Linked DNA regions of Pan paniscus: region 2 is linked to region 1. A link is a contact called in public Hi-C data. All regions are on one chromosome and are shown on one strand. The core of a region is the stretch at or near the end of the contact, and the rest is flanking DNA. Distances in the headings are between cores, read along the strand shown.

Evidence for each region. Hi-C and Micro-C count contacts between places; a contact is called where the count stands out from the background.
Region 2: a Hi-C map of fibroblasts shows a contact between it and region 1, with 5 times the contacts expected there. The contact joins the promoter of CALCRL here to the promoter of ZSWIM2 in region 1. A contact is called at or near these places in 2 of 3 Hi-C or Micro-C datasets (fibroblasts and induced pluripotent stem cells).

What each region holds. Positions count from the first base shown.
Region 1 is chr13:89,531,279-89,535,177 of NHGRI_mPanPan1-v2.0_pri, forward strand. ZSWIM2 (zinc finger SWIM-type containing 2) reads right to left here and starts at 1,793. Exons shown (of 9, transcript XM_003823515.4): 1 at 1-1,793.
Region 2 is chr13:90,111,884-90,115,782 of NHGRI_mPanPan1-v2.0_pri, forward strand. CALCRL (calcitonin receptor like receptor) reads right to left here and starts at 1,840. Exons shown (of 16, transcript XM_003823512.5): 1 at 1,582-1,840.

The sequences.
Region 1 (3,899 bases), core at 543-3,042:
AAGTCAGCTTGCCAGTCTCCAAATGGGCATGTGTGAGTTGGGTTGAGGGCAGAATATATGGAGTGATGGATTGAAACATTGAGATGAGTTTAAGATGACTGAATACCTGGAGCAGGTGTGTGTGTATAGCATACTTCTGTAATGGTGTTAGAGAGTTGCAGGCTACTAGGAAACTTCAGCTTTTTGCCATGTCTAACACATGGCAAGCAATATTCAGAGGTGCCTGTGGAAGACAGGTAAATGATCTGGTTCTCAAGGATTAAAAACATGAAATGGATACAAGAGTTTGTGTTTATTTCTAGAGATTAGGCACAAAAGAAAGGCGGAATACTGGTATCTGACAAAGAAGATACAGAATTAATTGACTTCAAGACTGGAAGCAAATAGAACTAAGGATTCCAGAGGGAGGCACCAGCACAACCACCTTAAAAAAAGTCAAAACTCGCAACTCATTGTTCACTAACAAGGAACAATTCAGACTGCCCATATTGCAGAAGTGACCAGCAAGAGTCTAGGGGACACTGTGTAAATTTAAGGTCATCAGCTTTTATCAGACACGTGTTTACAGAGCTTTTATTTCCTCATACACTCATGTATCTTTTTGAGATGAAATAGGGAATGAGTGGAAATCTAAAATTCTAGGCATTTTATCCTTAATAGTGATTATGATGGTCTTAACATTCCACTTAGCTTGACTAAACTTTAGACAGATTTTTTCCTGACTGTAGATTCTTGACCTCCCTTTTCTTAGAGTATTTACTTCGGAAAACTTGGAATTATAAATTCTTTCTCTACCCCTTTAAGATGTAAATATTCTTGCAGCCTCTTGCAGATGTGACAACTAGTCATGTCTTTCTCAAGGACCTGGGAGGCATTCTTTGAAATAGAATCAACAATAAAAATAGTGCTCTCATATCCTAGTCTTTGCAGCAGCATAGAAGCCTAATTTAGATAAGTGCCAATTAGCAAATACAGGTGGCTTAGTCACATCGGCCAACCTTCACCCTAAAGTCCTCCAGTACTTTTCCACTGGTTTACCTCCAGGTGCAGGAAACCACCATGGCACGTGTGAATCTATGTAACAAAACTACATGTTCTGCACATATACTCCAGAACTTAAAGTATAATAATAATAAAAAATATAAAAACTGCCACCTTTTGTTTCAGTAGTCATGTTTAATCTCACTCCCATATTGCAGTAGACTTTAATAAAGTCTTCCTTGCTTGTTTAACTCCATCCAATGCAGTTTTTCTTTGACAGTGAACACCATTTATCTAAAAGACTATTTGGTAATTAAGTCAGGCTAAATTATATTTTGCTGAGTTTTTTTCTTGTGAACAAAGAAAGTGAAGTCTATCAAAAGCAACTGGACCATTTATAGAGAAAATATTTTAAACTTTTTGCACATAAAAGTGTAATATGAATAAATATATAACCCACTATGAGTGTGACTGGGACTTTAAGATGCCAGAATAAGTAGATAATGTTAGTTTCTCCCCCATTGACTAGCCTAAAAAAAAGTCAGGTTTCAACCTCTGACAATGAAGAGAACTAAAGAGGGCTGAGGTAGGCAGAATTTTCAGAATGACCCCAGTGACCCCAATGACCCTTACCCTTGTATAATTTCTTCCTCTGTATGTAGTGTTATGTGGCAAAAGAGATTTTGCAGGTATAATTGTGGTTACTAATCATTTGATTTTGAGTTAATTAAAAGGGAGATAACTATGGTTGGCCTCATGTTATCTCATAAACTCTTTAAAGGCAGTTTTCTCTGGCTGGTGACAGAAGGAGAAGTCAGAATGGAAGCACTTTTTTTTTTTTGGCCAGCTTTGAAGATGGAGGGGGCCATGTGACAAGGAATTCTGTGGCCTCTGGAAGAAGAAAGTGGCCTCTGGCTGACCACCAGCAAGGAAATGGCGTCCTTAGACCTTGAGCAGCAAAGGACTGGATTTTTGGCAGCAACTTGAATGGGCTTGAAAGCAGATTCTTCTGCAGAGCTTCCAGAGAAGAGCACAGTCTGGATAACACATTGATTTCAACCTTGTGAGACAGTGAGCAGAGAGCCTAGCTGAGACTGCCTGTACTTCTGACCTATATATCTGTAAACTGGTAAATGGATATTGTTTTAAGTCACTAAATTTGTGATAATTTCTTTTGCAGCAATAGAAAAAGAATATGGGCCACTGGCAAATTAACAGTTTCAACAACCTACTAGAAGAACAAATATGGGTGGAAGAATGCTGACTGATGAAATGAGGAGTAATTGATGGCAAGAACATGGAACAGATTACTTCTCATCTGCCAGCATTGGGTTGGACAATAGAATCACTTTAGCTAGTTTTACTTACAAAGGAATTTACTATAGGATATATGTTAGCTTGTAAGCTGACTAGAAGGGCCCAGAATCAAGCTTTAATTCCACCATAAAGTGAGGCATTCAGGAAACTTATTCACTTATACCATGAGATTTTTCCAGTGGAAATTCCTCTGAGTAATTCAAAAAGCTAGGGACTAAACATTGTACCTTTATTCTCATTGTTGCAGTGAAAACAAAGGACTTCATAACTGTGATTGCTAGTTGGGCTGCGTGGTCTCAAGAACTTTATTATTGCCTTTTAAGTCCTGGCAGAAGACAGTCAAGTATTTACAATCTAAAAGTTAAAAAAATCTGGAGAATATAGAAAGGTGGTAGAAAAAAATTGGAGAGTTACCCAAATGGATAAGGGGGCAGGAGAATTCAAACAATTTGACAAGCCGCAAGACCAAGATATTAAAAAGACAATCAGAATAAGAAGGGTTTTTTTGTTGTTCTAGAAATGATTTTTTAATTAAGAAACTCAACAGAAATTTTGAAAGATAAAGTCAATTATCTAGATGTAGAGCAAAAAGAAAAAAAGATGGAAAATATTAAAAAGAAAGAAAGAGGGCTAAGCAAAAATGTACAAATTTAGACCATTATGATTTTCAAAAGGCAGAGTGAAGGGAAGGAAATTATCAAAGATGATAATAGAAAAAATTTCCTAGGATAATTGGGAGAACTATATCTTCAAATAAAAAGGGCTTGTCAAATGCTGAGCAGTACAAATGGATAATGATTCATACCTAGATATGTGGCTGAGAAATTTTGAAGTGTTGAAAATAAAGAGAAAAACCTAGCCATTTACAAAATGAAAAAAAGATACAAATGGGCAAAAACAAGATAAGAATTAGAGTCTTTATTTGCATCAGGGATCCTAAATGACTTGGAAAAGTTCTGAGGGAAAATGATACTGACACTAGAATTTTATGTCTAGCTATGTTATCAAACAAATGTAAGGACAAAATCAAGTCATTTTCAGATATATAGGATTCAGAAAGCTTATCCCCCATTCATGAATAATGAGTAAAGCACAGGGATATATGTGAGAAAAACCAGGAATGTATAATTTTATGTTTAAATGGTTCTTATTATCACCAGCTCTTCTTTTTATATCATAGCTTCTCCATTCTCTTTATTTAGCAGATTCATTTCTTGGTTGGTTTGAATGACTTCTTGAATAATTTTTTGCGGAGAAAGCATGAGCAGTATACTTTTTGTCTTGAATAACCTAAATTATTTAAAATTGCTTTCACACATAAATGACCATTTGGCTGGTTATGCAATACTTGGATTAAAATCTTTCTCCTACAACTGTAAAGATATTGCTATATTTTTGCAAGTGAACCATAATATATAGGGTATAAATCTGACACCAGCCAAATTTTTTAACCTTTGTGTATTGATAGCGTGTTTCTTCCTGGAAGATTTTAAATTCTTCGTTTTTAAGACTTCAACCAAGATAATTTCATAAGTTGTGTTTCACTGATTTTTTCTGCTATGTCATCAACTGACTTTTTTATTCTGTGACTTTATTGATTA
Region 2 (3,899 bases), core at 590-3,089, 580 kb after region 1:
AAGAACATTATGGGTTTGGGACTAGCAATTAAACAAAAATTAAGGAAGTTTGGAGAGTTTCTCATTATAAAATATGATCATAACGTAATACCTCCTAAGAAAATAATCTGAATTAAAAATAATGTTATTTTAATTTTTGTTACTAACCTACGGCATTGGGTTAGTAAATGTGTTGTTTCCACTTTCTCCCCCATTTATATAATGGCTAAAGTCACATTCTAAAAACACTTTTCCCATTTCTACACATGTGTCAGGGAACTCAGTACAACTGAAGATTGAAAAGAGAGAGAAATCAGCCATGATACTCTTAAAGAATCACAAATCTAAGAATTAATTTAAATTTTCATTATATTGAGGAATTTGTGGAAAAATTGAGTTGTAAATTACTGAGGAGTTACTCAGGATGTTTGTAGTCTATTATTAATGTGCCAGATATAAGTGATTAAGTACAGGATGCTTCCAATGTAGGACATCTTGGAAAGTATAATTGCATTTAGGTAAGAAAATATATAACTTAAAAATCATATCTATCAACATCATTTAAAATTTGACATCAAACTTTCTCCAGCAACAAATTTGTGATATATCTACACAAACAATTTATTAAGCAGACATTAGTTTCTTAAATTGTTCAGGACAGCCTGTACTATCGGAATGAGCATTAACAGATGTTTTATCTCAACATTTCAGTAAGTTCCATCCTGGAAATTCTTTTTTAATAAATACTTTAATTTCTTTGTTTAATCGTCTAATATACTTCTTTGGGAAAGCTGTCACGTTTCTTTATCCACAGATATCGTGGTATCACACCCCCCTCCAAAATCTTGCAGAGGGGAACCAGTCAAGTTGAAGTATTCTCTTAAAGATTTCAAAATTAAGAATTGTTTTAAAAATCTACATTTCCTAAACTCTAGGTTTTTTTTTTCTTTGTAGCCGACACCATGATCCAAATAAAGAGCAAACAGTTCAGGGTTAGCAGAAGAGAGATTTAAACACATCTGGCAACAATGAACACAAAAATTAGTTCAGTAGTTACAGATATATGTGTAAATAAAGGTGAAAGGCAAATAAAAGCAAATGTAATAAATGCAAAGTGATTACTTTTCAAAACTCTGTATTATGATCAACCACAGAGTAAGTGAGACTCCGAGACCCATTAAGTAGTTATTCTTTCACCTCTTTCTTACAGCTGATAACATGGAAAGTTTAAAGACCCTTCCGGGGGGAGAAATGTTTTCCAGTTGTCAAGATTCAAGCTTAGCTAATATTAGAGCTAATTTTAAAAGACATTGTTCTGTGATTAAGGTATTTGTTCAGAAATATGTCTTTTAATCCATTTAGATTTTTAATACTTTCTAAATTTATTTTCTAGAATACCATGGTAAACAATATTATCTAGTAGTATTAGATTTTGTATTCATGTTGGGGTAGTAGGCTGTATTTTCTCTAGCATGTGAAATAAGTGAGAATATGTTTCAACATTATTTCAATGCTATCTACTAAATTCTATAATAGAAACATTGCCAAACTATATGAGAATACTACTTAGAATAAATATATTTATTTTGAATGTGCACTTACCCAGTCCAGCTCTTAAGGAAATTCTTTGTGAAATATTCTTAGGATGGAACTTTACTTTCTGAGATTCCGCAGAAGAGATTTACCCACAAGCAAGGTGGGAAAGAGTGAAAGCTTTGCAATGTGATCCTGCAATTAGGATGAGATTCAGTTAGCAGAGCTTGATGGTCCTAAAGCAGGAGGTGACACTCTCTGCTGGAGAGAGAGAGGTTGTTCTGAGTAGATTGTAAGTGTTGTCAGATTGTAAGTGATCAGCAGCAGAAGGGAAACATCAGAGCTTCCTGTTACATCACTCTGACCCCGCCTGCAGTTAGTGTTAGGTTACTTTCTTTCTCAAATAGCATACCCCAGGAAAGCAGCACTCCTTTCTTATTGTGAGACAAGAGCAAGAAGCAGCCTGAACAGAGAGAGATCATAGGCTGTGTGAATACATTGTTACCAGTAAAAAGCTGGCTGGCTTTCACCTTGACTGAGTTCTGTTAGAACTTGCCAAACAAGCTACTTGTGATTTGAAGGAAATCTGAATATAGTATTCTGCTCAAAGAATCAAAGGAGTTAGGCGTGTGTGTGTGTGTGTGTGTGTGTGTGTGTGTGTGTGTGTGTCGAATTATAGCTTACAAAGTATCCAGGAAAAAAAATCTAACAAATCTGTGTTCATAGCACAACACAGAAAAAAAATTAACTATATTCATCATAACTGGTTTTGTGATTTGGCTCTTCTTAATTTGGAGCTCTGCTAATTGGGTGCTGTTCCTCATCAGTTCCTAAGTGCAGTTCCTAATCAGTTAATTAGATCAAGAAACTTTATCCTGCAGTTTTTAAATCTTTTATTTTTTCCTTTACCTTCTTCATAAGAACATGAGTGTATGTGTTATAAATTCAACTTGTGTATGTGTGTGTATAGTGTTTCTTTTATAATATATAAGTATATATATTTGACAAAATAGCCTTTTGAATAATTCATAATTTTAAAATTATTGCACACATTTAAAAATATTTGGTATAATTATGTTATTTATAATATAAAAATAATTTATACAATATTTGTAAGTCAATATAATCTTAAAGAAAATATAGATGTTGTAAACATAATATTATAAAATAATATAAATACAAAGGATACTTTATTTCTCAGACAAAATTTCATCTCAAAGCATAGTTTTTCCTGAATATGTTTAATACATCATTGGATATGATCAGGGGAAAATGTAAATTTGAAATGCTTTTATCATTTTTATAATTTGGTAAATGTTCGATATGAAGCAATAATTATAATCCCTGTAACCTAAACAGCACTAAAAGTCACTTAATTTATCAGGGCATACATTTTCTCATCTATAAACTAGAAGAGATAGATTTTATCTCTAAGGCTTTGAATTGACAAATTTCATAACATTTTGAAATAGATAAGATATGGTGAGGATCATTCAACTCTTAGTAAATTGTTAGTGCAATTCCGGGGTAAAATGAGGTGCCCATACACCTTGTAGGCAGACAAAGGAGGTAAAGGCAAAATAAATTCAGGAATATCATGTTTTTAAAGCAGGGTGCTCATGTTGACATCTTTATTGTCTGAATTAGTGGAAGAAAATGTTTATACAATCTTTGATTTTAAGACCAGTAAGATCAATATTGATTAAAAAAATACAGACATATAAAAAATAGATATACTTTTATCTCTATGATTATGGTTAATAGAAAAGACTTGTAAGAAACTGAGTTACACTGGTGAACCGGTTCTGATACTGTCTGGTGTGATCTTGACAAAGCTTTTTAGGCTTCATGTTCCCATCTTGAAATTCAGAGAAAAACAAATACTAGATTTAATATGAAAGTAATAATGGGTCATGTCTTCTCATCTTCCATGCTAAGTGTAATATATGAATCCTATAAAGAGATTAATACATAGTCTTTGAATTTAATTAAATCATGGAAAACTAAAACTTTTCCCAATATGTTTATAAAAGCATTAATATTTTTGTCTTTCCAAAGATTCATTTTTCTTTCTTTCTTTCCTTCCTTCCTTCCTTCCTTCCTTCCTTCTTTCTTTCTTGATGGAGTTTTTGCTCTTGTTGCACAGGCTGGAGTGCAATGATGCAATCTCAGCTCACTGCAACCTCCATCTCCCGGGTTCAAGCAATTCTCCTGCCTCAACCTCCCAAGTAGCTGGGATTACAGGCGCCCGCCACCACACCCAGCTAACTTTTTGTATTTTTTTGAAGAGACAGGGTTTCACTATGTTGGCCAGACTGGTCTCAAACTCCTGACCTAAGGTGACCCGCCCACCTTGGTCTCCCAAAGTGCTGGGATTACAGACATGA